Regions from separate parts of the Mus musculus genome. Here region 2 is linked to region 1. A link is a contact called in public capture Hi-C data. All regions are on one chromosome and are shown on one strand. The core of a region is the stretch at or near the end of the contact, and the rest is flanking DNA. Distances in the headings are between cores, read along the strand shown.

Evidence for each region. Capture Hi-C pulls out chosen DNA fragments and counts their contacts.
Region 2: a capture Hi-C map of embryonic stem cells shows a contact between it and region 1, with 6 times the contacts expected there. The contact joins two enhancer-like sites.

Annotation. Positions count from the first base shown.
Region 1 is chr10:11,227,365-11,232,568 of GRCm38.p6, reverse strand. No RefSeq gene overlaps it. Among named protein-coding and RNA genes, the nearest start is that of Fbxo30, 51 kb to the left of the region's middle. Within about 2 kb of position 2,833, at least 14 of the 459 cell types and tissues checked have an H3K27ac peak or open chromatin away from gene starts, as enhancers often do. A contact at or near this core is called in embryonic stem cells, where this site is marked.
Region 2 is chr10:12,606,107-12,611,310 of GRCm38.p6, reverse strand. All of the region lies in intron 50 of Utrn (utrophin), which reads left to right. Among named protein-coding and RNA genes, the nearest start is that of Gm25139, 240 kb to the right of the region's middle. Within about 2 kb of position 2,815, at least 22 of the 459 cell types and tissues checked have an H3K27ac peak or open chromatin away from gene starts, as enhancers often do. A contact at or near this core is called in embryonic stem cells, where this site is marked.

The DNA.
Region 1 (5,204 bases), core at 1,584-4,083:
CTTTTGTGTTCTTAATGCACTGAAAAAACTGTCTTCAAGGTCGTTGTATTATAAACTACTAGACTACTTACAGTTATTCCTATTACTACCAAACATTACTAATAATACAAGAACCACAACCTGTGACATCATTTCAAAATGGCCAAACAGTTCACGTTAGGTAGCATTTGAAAGAGCCAAAGGTGCAGAAGTCACATGCTGTGCAAATGAGGACATGAGCACTGTGCCTTGGTTTCTGGTTCCAGGGAGGAGGCCTCCTGTGGAACAGAAAGGCTAAAAGAGACTCCAGAAGTTGCCTCTTTCTTTCTAGGCCCCGTGCCACCAGGGATTTAGAGGTCAAAAGTGCTTTCTTCACACAAACATTAGCTTGTCTAAAACACAATCAACTTGCTTCTTGTCCTGGCCTTTGTGCTGTCTAAGGTAAGACGCACAGAGGCAGGGAGAGAATAGCATTTCTAGGATATAAAATCTTACAGAGAATATAAAGGTTTGTTAAAACACTTCGATTCCCAACTCTGATTGGCTAAATATGTACTCTACTTTTTATGGTCAAAACACTCCAGTTCCCAAATACAAAACCCAACTTTAAAAACAGGAAGCTAAAATTTCCAATTGAGGTCACTGTTCATCTTTCCCTGCTGCTAAAATAAGCTATAATGAAACATTACTAATAAGGTATATCAGCAGCCAAATCCGAATTCTTTCACCTCTCTTAATGTGGTGGTCATAACCCCAAAGACATCAGTTCAGTGTTATAACTTGCATATGAAATGTATTCCCTCAGGCTCAAATATTTGAATGCTTGGTCTCCAGGTTGGTGGTGGGAGCACAGGTTTGGGTGATCAGAGAACCTTTGAAATTAAAGGTATTGCTTGCCTTGAGGTATGTCCCTGAGAACGAGCATTAGAGGGTTTTAATCTGACTCTACTTTGGGACAGATCTTGTTTGTCTTGTTTATACCAAAGATGATGCTATGAGCTCTTGCTGTCCTGGGCCCACCCATTCCAGTAGCTATGCCTTCTCTGCCATGGTGGAATGCTGACTCTGAACGGATAGCCTCATTATACTTGCCTTCTCTAGAATTGTTTCTTTCAGTTTTCTTTTTTTCAGTGATAAAAAAGAATACAAACACATTTCCATGATTATAACAAATGTTAGAGATATAACCTATAAAAGGGGGAAAGGTTTATTTCCATTCACAACTTTGGAGCCTTCGGCCCATGGTTGGCCTGTTACTTGTGGCTATGGTAAAGAATCGTATGGTGGGATCATGGTACAGCAAAATGCTCTCAGGAAATTACAGAAAGAGGAGGAAATATATTCTACTCGCACCTTCACATGCAAGATCCTACTGACCCATGACCCCCAACTAGATCAAAGGTTCTTCTACTGTCCAGTAGAACCAAGCTCAAAATTTAGTCTTTAGTTATGGAACCTCTAATTGTTATATATAGAAAGGGTCATATAAAAGAGATTAAGGGAAAGATTTGAGATGAGAGTGTATCTTTGATGAATTTGACAGGCCCTGACCTGAATATACTCACAAATGCCATTATATAGGGCAACAGAGAGAGAGAGAGAGAGAGAGAGAGAGAGAGAGAGAGAGAGAGAGAGAGAGGAGGGGAGAGGGAGAGGGAGAAGGAGGGGGGAGGGGGAGGGGAAGGGGGAAAAAGAGGGGGAGGGGGGAGGGAGAGGGAGATCTGATACAAAAAGAAAAAAGATACCGTGAAAACAGACACTGGTTGGTATGATATGGCCCAAAACTAAGTGTTTCAGTAATATCTGAAGATGGGGGAGACAGAGGAAGCCACTTTCCCACAGAGCATACTGGAGAATTAGAGATGTGCTAGAACCTTGATCTGACCCAAGTGAAACATTCCATAATTCTAGCTTTGAAAACATGATACAGTTCTTGAGGCCAACTCCTTTCATGGCTGTTACAGCAGACAACAATCAAATATAGGTCCTTCCATAGAAATCTGCATCTGTTTTCTAAAAACAAGAGGATAAGTTTGCTAACTGCATATGATCACTTGTCATTATGGGGTGTTGTAAACTGCATGGGTAAACTACAGAACTGACTTACATACTGGAGGCTGGTAGCTGCACATCAAGGCCAGCCACATTGGTTATTTTAGTTTGTCGATGGCCATCCTTTCCCCGAGCCTTCCCTGCACCTGTCTGTGTCCTGACTTCTTTCCCTAAGCACAGCCATGCTGTTGGTTCAGGTCCATGTGAGGTTATACCTAAATTGCTTCTTTTAACTATCTTTAAAACACTGGGTGGTGAGACAATTTGAATTAAGCTCTGCACATAGACTAACCCATACTTCTCAGGGAACCTTTTCCTTGACTTCCAAGTGTATTTGCCTGTGTCACTGATCTCCTTTACCCTGCCCTGTTAGAAACTGAGTTCCTGGACACTTTGAAGTTACATTTATTTTGATCGCAATGAAAGATGAATGTATTAATCCTTTAAAGTGGTTGGCAAACAAATGGAACTTTTGTGTTTATCCACCATCATATTAACTGAGTACTAGAACGTGGGCATATCACATTTCTGGCCTACCTCAGGCATTTACAACTAAGAGTAAACAAACCATTATAGAACGTTTTATTTTTAGAACAGGAATTCAGTTTGTCCCTCTGGGGGCTGGAATGTTTCAGTTAGTAAAAATGCTTCTCGCCACACATACATGAAGAGCTAAGGTCAGGTCTTCAGCACTCAAGAAAAAAAAAAAGCTACACATCAGAGATCCAGTTCTGGGGAGACAGAGATAGGAGGATGAGTCAGCTAGACATCGAACTCTTGGAAGTCTGATGCAAATGAGATCTCAAGAAAAAGGCAGCGGTACAGACATTTACATTTTCTTTCATCTTGGTTAACTTCTGGCCTTTTCAGAGTCAGAATCTGACTGATGAGTTCTTTCAGAGGAAAAGTGGTTTAAATAGACAGGGGGAAATGAGACTATCTTTGTAGGAGCAGCAGTTTTAGAAAAAGTTCCTGGAGTCAGGAAATAATGTACCAATGGGAAAGGTTAAGTGAGACCATATACCTGCTTTTCAGAGAAGTGTTAGTTTAATCAGATGTGGAGGGTCCCTTCAGGTTTTACAGCAGGGAGAGAAATGATCCACAAAAAGACAAGAATAAAACTCAGTTACATTTTTAGGTACAGGTGTTAGGCCAGGACTTTTAAAGTCTGACATCAGCTCATATTATATTTTTGCCATATTTAAGTATTTCACAATTTTAGAAAAACGTTTTTTGGTAACAACTCAGCCTCATTAAAGCTCAAGACATGTTTCCACTAAAGCTGTTTATAAAGTAAATATGGTGTCTGTATTTTTGTTGTTGACTTACAGACAATACTTGAGATAAGGGTCTAGGGAAAATGACTGAGGTAAATACAATCCCTGTGGGAGTGAGGATTTGTCCTGGTCCTAAGATAACCTAACACTGACTGTTGCAAAGTACAAATGACATCTCTCACAAGGATTAGTTTAGTGGCAACAAGTAATGTTCAATAAAAGTTTTAGAATTAAAGGGTATGGACAAGCAAAGCATAAACTCTGGAAGACAAGGGCAGAGTCTGGCTCATCAGAGCAAAGGATCACTAGCAAAGCTAAACTCTATCTGTTCCCAGCATTCCAGGAGAGCAGGCTAAACATCTCTCTCCTTTGATGGTATCTGTGAGTTTAACTTTCTTGGCTTCTCCAGTGCTTATCTGTGTGTACAAACATCTTTTACCTTCTATATAATGACATGCTATTAGTTACATAATCAGATGCCCAAGACTTAAACAAGCCACAATTAGTAAATATTTAAGACCTATAATAAATATTTGTTGAACTGTACGGAATTATTTGCTATGCCAAAACTTACTGCTTCCTCTTGGGATAGTAAAAATAATGGTTGTGGAAAAGCTGTATATGCAGTTTTAATTAATATACAGTTCCATAAAATGTCAAAAGTAAGAAACAAATCCCCCAATACATGGAAAAGCAAATGGAATAGTTACCAATTATACCCACGGTTCAGGGAGGAAGGACTTAGAATGCTCTTCTCACCTCCCTTTTATTCAAGATTCTGGCTTTTTATAAATCTCATTACTTCTCATTCCTTAAATTCTATTAATTGCATGTATATCTCTTGAAAAATTATTTAAATTCAAATCTTCCTTCTTTCTTATTTTAGCTTCCTCAATTATTCTGAAGGTCTGCTCTGAGTATGGAAAAGGCTTTAGTTAAGCACAGTTCTTGTCTAATTTGAACTCTTTTCCACAAATGATGAAGTATGCTAATAGTTTTTGGAGTTGCTCATATAGCCCAATGTTTATTTTACATGAGGAGGTCCAGAGACAAACTGACCTATTCAACAAGACCCAGATTGTTAATAAAGTCAGAACTCAGGTGCTCTTCCTTCCTTCCTTCCTTCCTTCCTTCCTTCCTTCCTTCCTTCCTTAGTTGTGCTAGATATATTCAAAAGAGTAAAAAATTAAGGCCTAAGTTTGGGACAGGAGAGAAGAGGCATAGAGATGACAATGAGATGTATTATAGATCAAGCAGAAGCTGAAGTCTTGCTTACATAAAGTCTTAATTAGAAACAACTTGCATAAATAATTGGGCTTAACAGGTACATAAAATGTATCTCCTACCCTGGTTTATAGAAAAATGAGATATATCACATTGTAACATGAAGGATATTTGAGTAGTCTATTAAAAGTCTTTGGAACACTAGCAATCCTCCCTCCAAGTATAACAGTGCCCAACATTACCTCTTGAGCCTCTACTGTGCGCTATTTAATACATTACAGCTGAGAACAAAATTCTAGCTTTCAGTGGTTAATTTCTGCAGGAAGCTGGGAAAGATTTATAAAGTGAATATATCCGACCTCAGTAGAATAAAACCAAACCACAAAGAGGCTTAAGGGTGACAGGCAGGTAGAGGATGAAAGGTTCAGTTTTGTGCAATGACTGAAATGGCCTCACTTATAAGCTGTTGTGGGGCAGAGACTAGAAAGAAAGTGGGCAGAAGGCACAGCATGTCTGGGGAGAGTGACAGGCAAAAGGGACAATTAAAAGACCTTGTGGAAGTGTGCTTGGTCGTGTCTGAGGCACAGTAACATACATTCTGAGGATGGAGCAGACGAGTGGATATGTGGAAGAAGACGAGTAGAATTGCACAATGGAAGGCTGCATCATGTA
Region 2 (5,204 bases), core at 1,566-4,065, 1.4 Mb before region 1:
ATTTAGTTTTATGATTTTTTTGTGCTGCCAGCATATGTATGTAAAACAGTTTCGCTGAAATAATTTTGTGCCCAAACATTTTGTCATGTGTCCTATGAGTTAAAATATTTTAAGCATCCTGGTGTATATTATTAATTCAAGGTTGTGCACAGGTGCCATGAAGAAGGAAACAGCTGTTCAAGAATCATAGAGTGTTGATTTGTTCGTGTGGTCAATATTGTCTTCTTACTGCCCAGACTGATTCGCCCCTTCATTCTGTGCATTTTTCTCCCACCATTGGCTTATTAGTAGGGGACAATGACGGCTTGGAAAGCCAGGGATGACAAGTGATGTTTAAACAAAATCAGTTTCTCCTCCCTGACGTCTGTATATATGTTTGTGTGTGAGAACCACATAGACCCTGTGTGGGTACTTTTATAAAGGGTAACTCTATAACTGAACATATCCCAATCACTCAGTGTTTGACATGACTTTTAAGTTCACATGCTGCCTGGCATCTGTATGTTAATATGAGGTTCATATAAGGTCAAGCATATGTGCTGGACAGTGGTGGCACATGCCTTTAATCCTAGCACTTGGAAGGCAGAGACAGGCTGATTTCTGAGTTCGAGGCCAGCTTGGTCTACAGAGTGAGTTCCAGGACAGCCAGGACTACATGAAGAAACCCTGTCTCGAAAAAACAAAAAAATAAACCAAAACAAAACAAAAAAGGTTGAACATATGTGTTTTGGGGGAAAAAAATAGAACACGTGAGTGGTGCATTTTAAAATAAGCCTTACAGGTTTTACTTTCAGGTGGGGTGTGTTGCTCTCCTTGGATAACTAAACCCTGAAGTGTTTCAGAGCATGAAACAAGCTTGACTTGGCCACAGTCTGAATGTTAAGACAGAGGTATTTTAAGACCATCTGTCAGGCTCCCTTGGTTTCTCTCAGTAACCAAACCGTACACATATTTCTTGAGCCACAGTAAATGGACGTCCTAGCCTGAGGTCCCCTTGATCATGAGTCAGTTCTTGCTTTCATGAGAAGCCAGTGGGTTGGGTAGTTCAGAAGGTGTATGGAGGTGGAGATGCCGTGGAGCAAAATGGCGGATGCGGAGGGATTCACATTTATTCTCCCCTTTCCTTGGTGCTGTTTGTGGTGTCTCATCAGAGATGTGTGAACTCCCAGAACGAGTACTTTCTTAATGCTCTGTCTTCTGCAGTTCCTGCTGAGGTCCAGATTACTGACTCAAAACAGGAGACCTTCCTCCCTGCCTGTGACTGTCACAGGAGTTTTGTTTTGTGGCTTCCCAAAGGGGCAGCAGCTTAGCTGATCTGTGACCTCCCTTTTTACCATAATTCCTCATATCAACGCGAATGTCAAAATTATCTTTTATTACTTAAGTAGTAACATATCGTTAATCAGAAAACCCATGTTACCAATGACTTCACTTATGATTTAATGCAGTGCTTTTTACATGATTAAAAAATAGCCGGGCGTGGTGGTGGCGGACGCCTTTAATCCCAGCACTTGGGAGGCAGAGGCAGGCGGATTTCTGAGTTCGAGGCCAGCCTGGTCTACAGAGTGAGTTCCAGGACAGCCAGGAAAATACAGAGAAATCCTGTCTCGAAAAACACCCCCACCCCCAAATGCCGGTCACAAAGTTAAGTGGTTCTTTAAGAACAAAAAACGTTAGTTGGAACTCTGCGTGACTGACGCGGATACAGTAGGGAGTAAACAGAAAGTTCTTTCTGAGAAGAGAGCTGGCATAGCACTCTAGATTCAGAAAATGCTATTTTGTCATCGTGACTAAAAGCTTGATGACTTGTGTTTCCTCTGGGGTGCAGTTTATTAAGTATCAAATGGAAATTTCCAGCCTGTATGTATGGATCTGAAAGCTATAGGCACGAACCGCTTTCTCTTGGTTCTCGGCAGAGCCCTGCTGGCCTTTCAAAGGGAAGTTAGTTGTTTATATTTAGCTCTGGAAATTAAGCAATTAGCAGGGATAGGAGAATATAGACAATGTCACACCATTGTCGTTTTCTCACTTGCTCGAAGTTTGTTCATCTCAGGCAAGGTAAATGAGTCCAAGTAATTGAAGTTGGAAAGGATGTGGAGTGTGGGAGAGGATTGCTTTTCATTTTTCTTTTTCTAGTTTGTTCAGGTCTGTGAAGTTCTGAAAGACTGATTTGTAACAAAGCTCAGTCACAGAAGCGGACAGTGCTTTTTAATGCTTAATAAATAATTGGCCGCTGTGACAGCATGGCCTGATAAAGCCGGAACGGAATCCCTCTAGAATGGAAAGTGAAGTAGTTGGGTCAGGCCTGGTGGTACAGGTTCTGTACTCTCAGCTAACTGGGAAGCTGAGGCTGGAAGATTGTTCCAGGCCTGGGTGGTTTGTAGAGTGAACTGAAGGTCAGGTTGTATAACTTAGTGACTCTCTGTCTTGTATTGAAATGTTAAAGTATCAAAGCTTTGTGTATTGTGCCAGGTGAACATTTGCCTAACATATGTAAGGCCCTAAGGGCAATTCCCTGCAGTTGCTGGAAGGTGTTGGTTTTCAGGGTGGGTGCCTCCTTCTCCCTGCTCTTCCTCCTTCTCTTCTCCCTCTTCTTCCTCCTTCTCTTCCTCCTCCTCCTAATACATATTTGTGCATGTTTATTATAGAATTGGTAGACAGTTTCTGTGTATAGACACCATGACCTTGACAACTCTTATTAAAAAAACAAAACAAGACAAAACATTTAATTGCGCTGGCTTACAGTATAGAGGTTCAGTCCCTTACCATCATGGTGGGAAGCATGGCAGAGTGCAGGCAGACATGGAGCTGAGGGTTCTATATCTGGATCCTCAAACAGCAGTTGGAGACTGTGTCACACCAGCCACATTTGACCTTATGCTACCTCAAAGCCTGCCCTCACAGTGACACACTTTCTCCAACAAGGCCACACCTCCTCCAAGGAGGCCACAGCTCCTAATACTGTCACTTCCTATGGGCCAAGCACTTATATACATTTGTGTATGGGCTCCATACCTGTTCAACACCACATTCACAAAAGTGACCATCTCTTTTGAGACAGGATCTTTTATTGGCCTGACCTCACCAAGCTGTCCAGACTGGGGTGGATTCTCCCTGTTTAGACTTCCCTAGCTCTGGGATTACAAAGACAGTGCACACACACCACCATACCCAACAAACATTTTTCTGTGGTTTCTGAGAATCAAGCTCAAGTCAAGCACTTTATCCAGTGAGCCACCTTCTCAGGCCATATTTATGGTGTCTGTATTTTTTCCTACTGTAAAAGGACTAGGAAAACAAAAACTGTTGACATAGAAAACCACAGCACAATAAAAATTAACAGGAAAGCAACAACCCTAGACTCCATGGGAAAGCGTCTAATGAAACACGGACAGAGACGCCTAATGAATAGGATTGTAAACGTTCTATGTGTTTTTAAGATAGTGTTAATATATATTTTTATATGTTTTATCTATCATCTATCCATTTATATATCTTCTATTTATCTATCTATCTAATTTATATATCATCTATCTACATATCTTTCATCTATCTATCTATCTATCTATCTATCTATCTATCTATCTATCTATCTTCCTACCTATCATCTGTCTGGGAAAGAAAATTGTCACCAGTTCTATGTAACATCTGGAGAAACAAGCTCTTTTAACTCCACAGTGAAGGCACAGAGTAGGCGATGCTTGGCCAGTACATGATTTAACTGGCACTGTTGACAGGTTTTCTGATTCCAGATTCAGTGTCTCTCTGCATTTCATTTCAGGTGGTCACAGTGGTTATCCTGAGCTACAAAGAACCATGCGGTTGAGGGGTAAAGAAAGAGAAAGTAGCTTAAGTCATTGCTATACTTTCTTTTAGTTATCATTCGTTGTATTTTCACTGTACTAGGAAGGAAATCCCCTGTGTAGATGTTTCATCACCCGTAGTCTTGGGCATGCCTAGGTACTTGTTCTCATCTTGAAGTTGAAAAAACAATGAGCAACTGGGCTGTGGTGGCGCACGCCTTTAATCCCAGTACTCGGGAGGCAGAGGCAGGTGGATTTCTGAGTTTGAGGCCAGCCTGGTCTACAAAGTGAGTTCCAGGACAGCCAGGGCTACACAGAGAAACCCTGTCTCGAAAAACCAAAAAAAAAAAAAAAAGAAAAAAAAAAAAAGAAAAACAATGAGCTACATTATTTTTGAAACTATTTTGGCTATATGAACGTTTTTGTTTCCAGTTTCTATAGGCTTTTTTTTTCCCCCCTAATGGATTCATTTCTCAGCTTTGTACAAAGGATGGATTGGCTCATTTTAATGCAAATTGATATAGTTGGTTCTGGGTTTTGATTCATAATTTAGCTTGGTTTGAGTCTCAATACCACAAGTATTGAATTATGTATTCCCCAAGCCTAATTCTCCATACCCAAATGTAGTTTTTTATCATCATATTTAAGACACATAATAGCGCCTTTAGAAGATAAGTGGGAAGGAGCCAGCTGTGGAGCACCTTGTTTTAGTGAAGCATCTTCTCTGTTTTGAAAGTCATGTATTCAGTGGTTCTCATGCACCACATATATGTTCAGCGTGCAGGGATGTGCCAGCTTTGTCAGTCCCAGAAGTTCATTTAAGTTGTTCTAAAGACATTTAAAATATTTTCTTCTTATGTTTTTTATTTGTTTGTTTTAAAACTTTAAAGCTTTGTTTTTATTATTTTTGAAGTGTGTATCTCTCTCTCTCTCTCTCTCTCTCTCTCTCTCTCTCTCTCTGTCTCTGTGTGTGTGTGTGTGTCCGTGTGTGTGTGTGTGTGTGTCCGTGTCTGTGTCTGTAGTGATGTGTACATGAGTATAGCCAGAGAGGCTTGGATCCTCTGGAGCTGGAGTTACAGGCAGTTGTGAGTTGCTTAACATAGGTGCTGGCATCCAGCTGTACTACTCGGAAAGGCAATTAGGTGACCCTAATCCTCTGAGCTAGCTATCTTTCCAGCCCTGTTTGTTTTTTGAGGCTGTCTCTGCATATGTAGCCCATGATGACCTCAAACTAAGCATCCACCTGCCTCAGCTTCCAGGGTACTAGGATTACAGTCTCATACCACCACAGCCATTTATTTTAATAATTAATAATAGTAGTAATGGTATGAACTTTTGAAGAATTGTTGTGAGTCAAAGTGTTCATACTAGTCTAGAATAAGACTATGTGTATTCACATAA